Regions from separate parts of the Mus musculus genome. Here regions 2 and 3 are each linked to region 1. A link is a contact called in public Hi-C and promoter capture Hi-C data. All regions are on one chromosome and are shown on one strand. Each heading gives the region's core, a stretch centred on a gene start, on an enhancer-like site or on the middle of the called end of the contact. The rest is flanking DNA. Distances are from core to core; before and after follow the strand shown.

Region 1 (4,015 bases), core at 672-3,171:
GTGTGTCACTGACGGTGAGCTTCGAGGTTTCAAAAGCCATGCCCACCCCACATCTTTTCCCTTCCCACAATTCCCAGTGAGCTCTCTGAGTCCTCCTTGAAGATAAGGATGCGAGTTCTCAGCTATGGCTCCGGTGCTCTGCCTGCCTGGTGCCACACTCCACACATGATGGTCATTGATTCACCCTCTGAAACTGTAGGGAAATCTCAGGGTAAATGCTCTCTGTTAGAAGCTGCTTTAGCCATGGTATCTCTTCACAGAATAGAAATGTAACTAAGACAAGGACTCAAAAGTATATTGCTGCATTTTCGTATCTAATGTAACTAAAGCTCCAAGAGACGTGCTGTGCTCTTCTGGCCTCTGCGGATACCCGACATACATATAAACACATACACACACATACATACATACATACAAATTATGTAGACAATCCTATTAAGGAATGCCGTGACATTTAGAAAATGATGTTTAATCCAAATACTGACAGCTCGGTTGGAGATAATATAATTTGCTTTAAAAATCAAAACAACAGAGTTTGAATCCATGGAGTTAGCTTTACTCACACTGATCACTATTATATCTTAAAAGAACATAGGAATTTTCAACTCAACATACAACGTTTACAAAAGTTCTCTGTGCTTCCTTCTACTTCCTGATTCATTACCTTTTCAAAGAACTTGGGCCAGTCACTGCTGTGGATGTTTCTCAAGTTACCTCTGTCTTCAATCTTGTAGTGTCTGATTTTCTGGTCTTCAAGCCAAACGATAAAGTTTCTAAATTCTGTTTCATCTGCAACGAAACATCATATATCAAGTCACTAAAAGCCTTTGTGATCCTTGGTGGCTTTCTAACCTGCAAACACTACATTAACTGACCCCGAGGGAAGTCAGCAAGAGCTCAAAGTTCAGACTGCAGAGCCATAGATACCTGGCTCACTGCAATAGACTCAAATTCTGGATGAGCCTCAGAAAACCGGATACACTTTCTAAGCTTCAGATTCTTCAGATACAAGATGAGGAAAACGGGACTTACTTCGTGGGGATGTTTTGAGTATTGAATGAATTAAACATGCAGGGCACAGTGTTTCCTATGTTTTATTAGAACTCTGGTTCCTTTAGAGTTTAAGGGGCATTGGGCAGGTAAAAACTTTGAAGCAAGCCAATAGAATAAAATAAACTAGAAATAAACGATTAAAGCACCCTGAATACAAATATTAAAAACTGAAAGCTAGGGGACAGTGTACAGTTACCGGGACGCACCTGCTTCCTTAGATCCAACCCCTCCAAACACCAAAACCCAAAACCCTCAGGAAAGATCCTCATTTTACTCGTCAGAAAACTGAGGTCTCAACCCCCAATTTCGGCTCTACCGCCACCCAGCAATCTTGAGCCAAGTAAAAGCCAAGTAAAAACCAGGACTGACCCTGATATGCTTCTGGAGACCAAACGCTGCCACCCCGCTTCTACCGGTGCGTCCTGCACAGCGGAATGAGGCCCTGGTCCCCGCCTCACTCTCAGTTTCCCACTGGCCCGCAGGACTGGAATATCTTTTTTTCTGAACGGTTCCACTTCCCTGGCAGCCGGCCACGAACTTTCTGCGCGCCCCGAAGGGCATCCCCGGTCCCCTCCCCTACCCCGCAGGTGCCCGCCGAGCCGCCCGGGGGCCGGGAAGCCTGCCGAGCGCCTCAGGGCAGCGGCTGCCGGGTCTGGGTCCGGGTCCGGGCGGGCTGGGGAGGCGCCGTCGCCGAACCCCGCGGCCGCCACCCACCTTTGCAGTTGAAGCCTGAGGGGTTGTGGTAATCCAGGGCCGTGAGCTTGCGTCGGAACATGGTCCCCGCTGCTCGCGCTGGCCGCCCGGGCCTCCGCCGGGACAGGAGAAGCGAGGTGAGGCGGGCAGCGCAGGCACCGGCGACGCGGCGAAGGGGCGGGGCGGTGACCGACGCTCCGACGGACGGCGGACGGAGCCAATCGCGGCTTAGGAACGCCCGCAGCCCGCAAGCGCTGGCCAATCATCGCTGCTGCTTAGGAGGCGGGGCCACGTCGGTGCACGTCGACGCTCAAATAAACTTTATTGTCAGCTTCCTAGTTGTACAATGGACCGAAAGCAGGTCTGAAGCTGCGATTCGTGGATCTAACTCCTTTTCTTGCAACAGTAGGCAAAACCAAAACCCAAAACCAAAACCAAAAAAAAAAAAAAAAAAAAAATGTCTGTACGCTTTCTCGAGTCGGCTATAGCTCTTATTGGCTCAGAGTTGCTGTTTAATATCTTGAGCGTATTAATTGCTCGTCTTTGAACGCTGGTAATACAAAGATCGAAAAGAAAGGTCCCTGCAGGATATTCTTTCGGACTAATTGGAGTGATGTGGAGATTAGATACAACCCCCATGCCATATTTCAGTTTGTCCCCAAACAGTGAAGTCAGAAACCGGGAACCTGCGTTTCCTTCTCCTCAAACCTCTCAGTCACTACCTTCAGTGGGCCACTAAGTCCTGCCATCTCTTCTCTCTCATCCTTTCTTGCCTTTCCTGATGTATTTTCCCCACTCTGTAACGCGACTGATAATCTAAAGCGCCCATTTAAAACTTTCTTCTTATCTTTTAGCAAAGCTGTCGGTGCTTATGATCTAAGTTGCATGCTTCCAGGTTTTTGGCCTCTTATCCAAATATGCAAAAGCAAAATAGTTTTATTTGAAGCAATGCTATAGTGCAAAGTTACAGAATGACAGCAGGCAACGCGAGCAAAAGTACCAAGTACCTCAGGCTACAGCCTGGGTCTCTTCACCGGTCAAGAAAAAGGAGGCGCTGGTTACTAATGTGAATGATCCTTTATTTCAATTGATAGATCAGGTTATACGATCATTTCAATACTGCTCACGTCCCTTCCAATAATGCATCTGGCTTTAATCACATGCACAGGCATATGAGAGTAAATAAGAGATTCTTCTTAAAAGCTTATTAGAGGACATAGTTTCCCCTTAATTGTGCCTATACCCCAAGCAAGTTCAGGCCATCTTGACCCTTCTAATCTTTATACCCCATACATTGGGAATATACTTGAATAAAAACTGTGTAGGTGTGATTGGTACTAGGGGTGAAGAAACATTATTATTTAGAGGTAGAAGTATATATAATCTGGGGAGGTTAAGGGAGTTCCGAGGTGCCAGGTAAATTGTTTGGAGAATTTTTGGTTGTGTGTGTGTGTGTGTGTATGTGTGTGTGTGTGTGTGTGTGACTTACCAATGAAGGAACAAGGCTGCCAAGAGCATCATTGTAAGAGGGGCTATGTGAATAACCAGAAACAAATTGGGGTTCCAAGCTATCCTCTCTCCCATGCTTGCCTGCCTCAGGAACTGCCTGCTGTGCTCTAGAGACAATCAAATGCTCCTACTGGATTTAAGACCCTTCCCATTCCGTTACAAATTGTTTTCCAGATACAGGCGAGCAGTGATGAGCAGGACAGACTGGCTGTCTACTTTGATTCCATTTAAAAGACCAAAAAGGGAGGGTGGGAGGGACAAAAGAGAGAAACAGTGGCTTGGAGATAGTGAGGAGTTCACTCGCAGTCAAAATGATAACTGATTTTGCTGGAAACAGATGCACAAAGGCAAGAAATGAACAATAGGGCCGAGAGGGAAACACTTATGGAAGCTGGAGGGAGGTGGTGACAGCTGGCGAGACTGTGGACAAAGGCAGGCGCTTGATCAAGAAAGGCCTTTCATGGCAAGCTGAGGGGCGTTATTGAATCTCTTGGAGCTAAGCCAACTGTACGTTTCATTTTAGTTCAGGAGCCGGTAATTAAACAGTGTTTGCATCTGTGGGGCATACAAATGAAGAAGCTGTAGTGTCTAATTTCAGGAGGTTTAAATGTAATAATCAACACAGATGCTTAGATTAGACGCTTCTAGTCTGGAGCCAGAAAGGGACACATGCATAATGAGAAGCTTTGAACGTTCCGCAGGATCGAGTGCAGTTTTAAACGGGCTCTCAGAGACAATTCATGTTTTCCCAGTTAAGTTT
Region 2 (4,015 bases), core at 866-3,365, 1.7 Mb after region 1:
TAAGACATGGTTTATTTTATTGCTCCAGATAAAATGCAGTCTGAGGGTTGGGCGTGGTGGTTTACTATCTGAAATTCTATCAATTGGGAGACTGGGTAGGAGGACTGCTGTGAGTTTGAGGCCAAATGGTCTACAGAGCAAGACCTTGTCTCAAGAAAATAAATGTCACCCCAAGGGACCAAAATGTAACTTAAAAAATAAAGTGCATCTGGGCAGACTATCAGAAATGCAACAAAGCAAAACAGAAGGGCTAATGAGTCAGCCAGTATCCTTAAATTTACTTTGTAACTTCTTGGAGAAAATTCCTACCTAGCATGTGTATTATGGGGGGAAAAGCACACCTTATAAATGCCCTTCTTGGAAACAATCTAAATGAACAGGACTGAGTTATGGACTAATGGCTTGTGAAAACTCTCCTTGAGCAAGTTATTGAAGATCCTAACTGAAACAGACAGGAAGAGACTTAGAAAACCCAACGAGGGTGGGGTTGGGGGCGGCATTTGCTTCATCAGTAATGTAATTCAAAAGTTGCCAAGCCGATCAGTGGCTGAGTTTACCTTGTTTCGTTTCCTTGGGCTGAGTCTGAGAGTGTCCGGATTTAACCTAAAGAGGTTTGTGTTTTAAAAACTAACAACCAAGTAATAAAACACCTATAAAAGAGGTTTATAATGGAACTGGTGACAGTTCTGAGTGTAGTGTTACAAGTCTTCTGCTCTCCCCTCTTTTTTTTTTTTTAATCTGCTCTCCCCTCTTTTTTTTTTAATCTTTCATTCACCTCTGCCTTTTGTCCTGGCTTCTTCCTCACCTTGCTGCCAAGCTCAGAAGCAGAGGAAGCTCGCACACCAGAGTAGCCTTTGTGCATTTCTGTCTGCATGTGACAGGGCTGCTGCTGCTGCTAAGATAAGAACTGAGATTATTGGGTCTAACAAAGTACCTACATAGTTGAACAGTAGTTTCTAACGGGGAGTTGAACTCTGCTGCAGGAGTGGCAGTGGCATGAAAATGAGTCATTCAGGGCAGGGAGACTGAAATTCCTGCTCTTTGACATCCTACATCTCCTCATCAGGGGCCCCAAGAACGTCCTGATTCAAGGACAGAACTTCAGGCAACAGGTGGTTTTTCACCCCGGCCACCACACGGGGAAACTTGGCTTTCCCAGGGACATAGGTTTGTTTCCCTTCTTCCCAAAGGTCTGGGAAGAGAAACTGTTCAAACTCTGTTAGGAGGAGCCTTTTCTCAAGTCTACCTTTCTCATACTCTCAAGTATCTCTTACCAGCATCCCACCCAACTCTGGGAAGAGCAGGACGTTTTCTCCAGAGTCCGGAGGGCGCTGCAAGGCATGTGGGCACCTTTAGAGTAGCCTTGCCTGGGCGGCCAGAGGATCCCCCAGCCTCCCTCGTATGGGCCTCAGGAACTCCGGGGGCCCAGGGGAAGCCTGGAAAACCGAACTTCGCCATCAGCTTTCCTTACAGCGCTGGTTGGAGACGAGGGAAGGGCCCCCCAGCGGTCGCCCCCCGCCCAACCCCAATGTTATCCAGCTGCACAGTCCAGGAAGCACCCAGAACGCAGCTCCGAGCTCGCCAGCCTCTCCCGCAGGCCGGGAGAGGGCATCCTGAGGGGCAGCTTCCCTCTCCAGCCTGCGTCTGACATCCCCACTCCCACCCGAGGATGCCTGTCCGCAGTCGCTGAATGTCACTGCTCCCTCTTCCTCCTGATCAGGGTAGAGACAGCTCCTGAGGCATCCCCCACCCCAAAACTGCCGCGGTCGCCCGAGGGTACAAGACCCGGGAGAAGGACGAAGTTTGGGGCCCACGGCGGCGGGAGGGGGGGCGCGTTTAAGAAGACCGCACCTCAGTCCCAGACCTGGCGGACACACTCCCCACCCCAAAACAGCCCAGGCGTCCCCATCCTTTCGGACACCGGCATCCCCGCCCTCCCCTGAGGGCGGTGAGCGGAGCCCCCCGGGGCGGAGGCAGGTACCCCCGGGGCGGAGACTGGGGCGGGCGGGGTCCGGGCTGCGCCCCCGGCCGGGCCAGGCGGGCTAGCGGGCGGCGCGGGGGGAGCGGGGCTGGGCGGCGCTGCCTCGGGCTCTGTGCGCTGCAGCCCGGAGCCGAGGAGGAGGAGGCGGAGGAGGAGAAGGAGGCGGCGGCGGTGGGTCCCGGGCGGGGGGAGCGCGGCGCTGCGGACCCGGGCGGCTGGCAAAGGACGAGGCGGAGGCTGAGGAAGGCAGCGGGGAGACCCGGTCTGCAGCAACAAAGGGCAGCAAGCGATTGGCCGGGCTGGAGGCGAGGTTAGCCGGGGACCGGGGTGGCCGGAGGCAGCGGCGAATAGTGCACGTGCTTGCAGACACGGGCGAGTGCGGAGCCGGGGGTGCACACCCGGTGGGTAGGGGGCTTGCTCCCCCTCCGTATGGGATGGCGAAGAGGCTGCAGTGAGATCGTTCCGCCTGCACCCGGCCTGAGGCTGGCAGGGTAGGGGGTATGTGAAGGGGGTAGGGTGCAAGCCAGGGGGCGGGCGAGTAGTCGCCCGGGACAGGACAGGAGAGAGGGTGGAGGAGGGGGCTGGATGGAACGCTCCGGGCGGCGCGCCCGTCCGCGCGCTCCTCGGCGGGAGCAGGCGACTGAGAACCTCGAATTTTAACTTCGCGTGCCCGCCCGCGCGCGCCCGCCTGCGCCCACCCCTAAATCCTGCGGCCGCCGCCAGCGATCAGCTCTCACACAAACTTTAGCTGCGGGCTAGGGGCTTTGGGGTTGAGTGGGGGAGGGGAGAGGAAAAAAGGCTTCTGATTGGCGTCGTGTACAGCCAATAAGGCCAAGCGCCTCTCCTGCGCCTAGATCCAATCCATTTCTAGAGGTAGAGGGGGCGGGTAGGTGGAAGTAGAGGTGGCGCGGTGTCTGTGAGAGAGAAAAAGGGCTGGACCAATAGGTGCCCGGAAAAGGCGGGCCCCGCGGTCTGTTGATTGGTACTGGCAGTCGACCCTCCCTCGGGGTGGTGCCGGAGGTGGGGGGGGGGAAATGATGGGTCGAGAGGTGTGTCTATGTGGAGGCGAGATGACCGGCAGGAACTTGCCCCAATGGGGGGCAGAGTGTTTAGCGAGCGGGTGACGGACAGACCCGTAGGCCAACGGTTGGCCCTAAGTGTTCGTGCTCTCGTCCAATGGAACGGCGCCGGGGCGGGGCCGCGTCTTGGGTTTAATGAGACTCCATTGGGCTGTAATCAGTGTCATGTCGGATTCATGTCAACGACAACAACAGGGGGACACAAAATGGCGGCGGCTTAGCTCCTACCCCTGGCGGCGGCGGCAGCGGTGGCGGGCGCTACGGCACCTCCTCCAGGCGGCAGCCGTAGCTTCTTTCTCAGGCAGATTCAGCGCCCCCGGCAGGCGCGGTGGTGGTGGCGCGCGGCCAGGTCTGTCACCCACCCCGCGCGTTCCCAGGGGGAGGAGACTAGGCGGGCGGGGGACCGACGGGGGGGTGGCCTGGGACCCTCGACGCCCCTCCCACAGGCCCCTGCGCGAGGGTCACCGCGGGGCCGCTCGGGGTCAGGCTGCCCCTGAGCGTGACGGTAGGGGGCGGGGGAGAGGAGGGAGGAGGAATAAGCTCCGCCCCTGGCCGAGCCTACGGGGCAAGGGGCGGGGCTCAGGAATGGAAGGGCGGGGCAAAGTCGGGAGGGGCGGGGCAGAGGGATTCTAAGGCTTGGGCTGGGAGGGGATTTCTGTGCAAGAGTGAACTGGTAGGATGGATGGAGGGGTCGGACGAGGGCGTGGGCAAGATTAAAAGAACGGGAGATGAGATGGGAAACGGGAGGTGTAGAAACAGGTGTAGAAGGGGGTGTAGGGAGGGGCGAAATTTTGGTGGAAGTGGGAAGGGTACCTAGGACTGTGTGAGGGCTGGTGAAGTGCTGCAGACTGGCGAGATTGCCGTTAACTGGGGACACACTAAGGATGAATTTGGGTGTGGTAAATGAGAGAGTATTGCTGAGTTGGTGTTGGTTCGTCTTGGGGATGGGTTCATG
Region 3 (4,015 bases), core at 917-3,416, 1.1 Mb after region 1:
AGTCATCATTGCCATCTTTCCTACCTTGGTCTAACCTCAGGGTATATTTCCTCCAGTGTCTAGGGATGAAGCACGGTGATAGCCATTCCAAAACGGTAGCAATGCCACAGCATGTTTAAGGATGGAGTCAATGAGGGTAAATTATTTTTGAAGATCACTCGTTTGCTATGGGCTTAAGGAAGGAGGCCTATGGGAAATACCTGCCTTGGATTCTTTCTTCCTAGCAACTAAGAGAAGAATTACAAGTTAGTGGAGTGGAGGGGTTCCCAAGTTCTGGGAAGGTTTGTAGTTAACCCCAAAATCCCTCTGTCCAGGAGATAGGTCATTAAGTAATAAGCAAAACACAATGATGAACTGAGAGACTCCAGAGAAAGAAGTCTGACGTTGAATGGCCCAGGAAGCTCTTATCAAAGGCAGACAGAAATGAGCTCCCTCCTGTACAGCTTTGTTTCAGTTGGAGGCAGAGCCTCTGCATTCATGGTTATTTATTAAGGTGGTTTTGTTTGTTTTGTTTTTGAGTCAGTGTCTCAAGCAGCCCAGGCTGTCATCAAACTTGCTAGGTAGCCGAGGAGGACCTTGAACTTCTTCTAATCCTCTTGCCTCCAACTCCTGGGTGACAGACAAAATTATAGGTGTGTATGAACACCATGTCCTTGTTTTGTGATGCTAGAGGCTGACCTAAAGCTTTGTGTATGGTAGGCAAGTACTAAAGCTTTGTGCATGGTAGGCGAGTGCTCTTTACCAACTGAGCTCATCCCCACCTCAAGAGAAAGTTCAAGACTTGGTAACCACAGAGCAGAAACGGGGGTATGTACTGCTAGACACACAGAACTTTAGAGCTGGGTAAGACAACATGTGGCTTGGCCTTCTGCAAAATGTGACATCCTGAGAAACATTTTTCTTTGACTTGAGGATCTTTCATTTGAAGGCATTAATGAATGTGTTTCCTCTCAGAATGAGGAAGCTTGGGCAAGAGAACTTGAGGTTAGGAAAACATGCAGATGTCTTAAATGTGGTGAGGGGATTGGGCAATTTGGCCCTACTTACAGACTTGTTAAAAAGTATCCACTTTTGAATTTTCATTTCACTTTTTTTTTTTTTTTGAGATGGGGGTCTTGTCATGTTGCTCAGACTGGCTTGGAACTCCTTCCTCAAATGATCCTCCTAACCCTGCCTCTGGAGTGCTGTTGTAACTACAAATAGATGCTCATCACAACCACAAAAGGACTACCCCTCCAGGATGGCCTCAAACTTTCTTTGTAGTGGAGTATGACCTTGAACCCCTGATCCACTTCCCTAGTGCTGCTGGTATACGGGCCCACTCTATCAAGGCTGATTTTGCGTAGTGCTGGGAATCAAACCTAGGGCTTCTTACATTCTAGGCAAACATTTTAGCAACGGAACCAGACCTAAGTAGATTTGCAAAAATGGGATACCAGTCGCTAAAACAGAAGGTGGCAGACAGACTTCTACTCACCAAAAGCGAAAGATTAGCAGGTAAATTTCATTAAGTCTCTAGTTCTACGGAAACGTTCCTATTTATTTAGAAAACACGTATTTGCAAGTGAACGTGTACACGGAGGTCTAGAAAGTGCCACACCAAACTTAACTGTGACTATCCGAGGGCAGATAGTACAAATCAATGGGTACTCATGTTTCTCGGTGTGTTTTTGTTGTCTGGATCTTTTTACTTCCTCGTGAATTACTGGGAGGTGACGGAACAGTGTTCTGACTGCGTCCGGTGACGGTAAAGGGGAGCACCCTGCGGGGAGACCGGGGGAAGCCGAGGTCCCCTCTCTCTGGCGCTGCCTGAGGTGAGGATATCCCGCCCTACTGAGGTGATCCTGCGGAGGGGCGGAGCTCCGCCACTCTGAGGCGGGAGGCGGCTCCTGGGGGCGGGGCCAGTCCAGTGCAGTCGCTCGCTCCGCTCCCACTATGCCCTTATAAGGAGCGCCCCGCGAGAGGGTTCGGGAATCCGGTCGCAATCCCTGCGGCGCAGCCCCAATCCCAGGCCCCTCCCTTGGGAATGGGGGCGGGGCGGGACCTTAGCGGCTCTGCCTTGGGGGCGGAGCTTATCGAAGTAAGACCAATAGGAGCCACAGTCCGGCTCTGAGTTGCGTTACCATTGGGCGCGGCGACGTGAGAGGGCGGGGCGCCTGTGGGGCTAGTTACGCCGAGGGAAGCCCGGACTCTAGTCGCCGCTCCGAGTCAGTCACTCGCCGCCGGCTCCCGGCCCTACGGATCCCAGTTTTCTGTTGCCCGCGGTACGCCGCCCCGCTAGCCGCCGCGATGCCGGTGTTTCACACGCGTACGATCGAGAGCATCCTGGAGCCGGTGGCGCAGCAGATCTCGCACCTGGTGATTATGCACGAGGAGGGCGAGGTGGACGGCAAAGCCATTCCTGACCTCACCGCGCCCGTAGCCGCCGTGCAGGCGGCCGTCAGCAACCTCGTCCGGGTGAGCGCGCCGGGCCTGGGACGGGAGCGCGGGCGGGAGAAGTCCCCAGGGTCCCGGTCCGCCTCGCTGCTTGCATTCGCAGGCGCTTGGAGCGTCGGGTGGACTCCAGGGCAGGTGCCGTGGTTTCGAATGCCGATTTCTCTGGGCTGTGACCTTGAGCAAGCCACTGAGCCTGTCGGGGACCTCAGTTTCCTCATCTATAAAATGGGACACTTGTGTGAGAAATCCTGCCTTGGGGCTGTGCTGTGAAGAGTCAGCGAGCTTTTAGTTGTGAAGTGCCTAGGGTGTGTGTGCCCGTAGTAGGCGCCCAAGAAATGGTCGTTAGGTTGTCTCACGGTCCCTCCCCTGGGCAGGCTCGCGTCACTTGCGTTGAGTACCTTGCTCTTAGCTCCTTTTTAGGCCTCTCCTCTCCAACCTGTGGGTGGTTTCTCTTATGGTCTCCCTGCCCTAACTTCCAAGGATTCTTATTTGCACCGGGCTGCTCGCCTTTCTAATACTTCTGTCCCCTGAGACCCACCTGCCCAACCCTCCCCTGGGATCCTGGTGTCTGTCGCTTCTACCCAACTGCTTGGCTTCTTCCTCTCTCTGTCGCCGCCTCCTTTCCTTCGGGGCATTTTGCTCACACCTCCGGGGACTCTTAGCACCTTTAGACAGTAATTCATAACCAGGAGCCCTGCTTGCCCTCTGCCTGACCCCATGGCCGTCATTTTATTCCTTCCATGAAGCTGTCTATCCATCTTTACTGCTGTCAAATGGCTTTCTTTCACTGGGGCCTTTCCAGATTTGGGGGGCCTCCTCCTCTGCCCCTCCTTCTGGCAGGAAGCAAGATGGAGCTGCTGTGAGAGGCCTGTGGAATCTGGGATCTGCAGCCCCTGCCTGAGGGGAAGGCTAGGGCGTTCTTTGCCAGTCCACACTTTTCTGCCTGCCCCTAGCTATTTATCGATCTTTGTAGCCCACTTCTGAAATGGGAAAAGAGATAGAGAGACTAGTCTCGTAACTGTACCCTGGCTAATGTCACACTTGCTCCAGGCTGGGTGTGACTCAGACTGCTGTTCCCTGTGAAGAACAACTCAGGAAAAAGTTCATACTGCTTTCCGAACCAAGCTGTGTAAATGGTGTGTCAGGGTAGTTGATAGGTAACTGTCTGTCGGGTGGGGCTTGTGTTATTTATCGGATTATAGGACTTTAACGCATGAAATGACTTCCTGGGTCTTCAGGGGCCTGGGACTGTCTCAGGCATTTTAGGAGACCTGTGGCAGCAAGTAGGAGGGGGAGGGGGAGGGGAGAGGAGGGAGGGAGAGAAGGGAGGGCGGAACTAGGGACTGAAATTTCTGTTCTTCTGTACTGATTAAGTAAGAAACTATTGAGTAGGAGCAGTGTACTCATTCAGACTGTCTATCTTGTTCTTGTTCTCTTTGTAGCTAATTTTAATCTTAGACCCCAGAGTACATTCTTATGTAGTGTTGTCTGACATGGCTGCATTCCAGGCCTCTGGTTTTTCAACAAATGGGAAACAATGTAAAGAGACAAGGTAATGGTGTCCCTCCATGTAGCACTT

Evidence for each region. Promoter capture Hi-C pulls out the DNA fragments that hold promoters and counts their contacts. Hi-C and Micro-C count contacts between places; a contact is called where the count stands out from the background.
Region 2: a contact with region 1 is called in a Hi-C map of B cells, with 6 read pairs. The contact joins the promoter of Kat6b here to the promoter of Rtraf in region 1. A contact is called at or near these places in 2 of 39 promoter capture datasets (erythroid cells and pre-B cells) and 1 of 484 Hi-C or Micro-C datasets (B cells).
Region 3: a contact with region 1 is called in a promoter capture Hi-C map of pre-B cells, with 4 times the contacts expected there. The contact joins the promoter of Vcl here to the promoter of Rtraf in region 1. A contact is called at or near these places in 2 of 39 promoter capture datasets (liver and pre-B cells) and 1 of 9 other capture datasets (adipose tissue).

The regions. Positions count from the first base shown.
Region 1 is chr14:19,821,902-19,825,916 of GRCm38.p6, forward strand. It overlaps Rtraf (RNA transcription, translation and transport factor), which reads right to left and starts at 1,922. Exons shown (of 8, transcript NM_026528.3): 1 at 1,768-1,922; 2 at 665-789. The coding sequence starts at 1,828.
Region 2 is chr14:21,497,670-21,501,684 of GRCm38.p6, forward strand. Kat6b (K(lysine) acetyltransferase 6B) reads left to right here and starts at 2,116. Exons shown (of 17, transcript NM_017479.3): 1 at 2,116-2,291.
Region 3 is chr14:20,927,232-20,931,246 of GRCm38.p6, forward strand. It overlaps Vcl (vinculin), which reads left to right and starts at 2,167. Exons shown (of 21, transcript NM_009502.5): 1 at 2,167-2,457. The coding sequence starts at 2,290.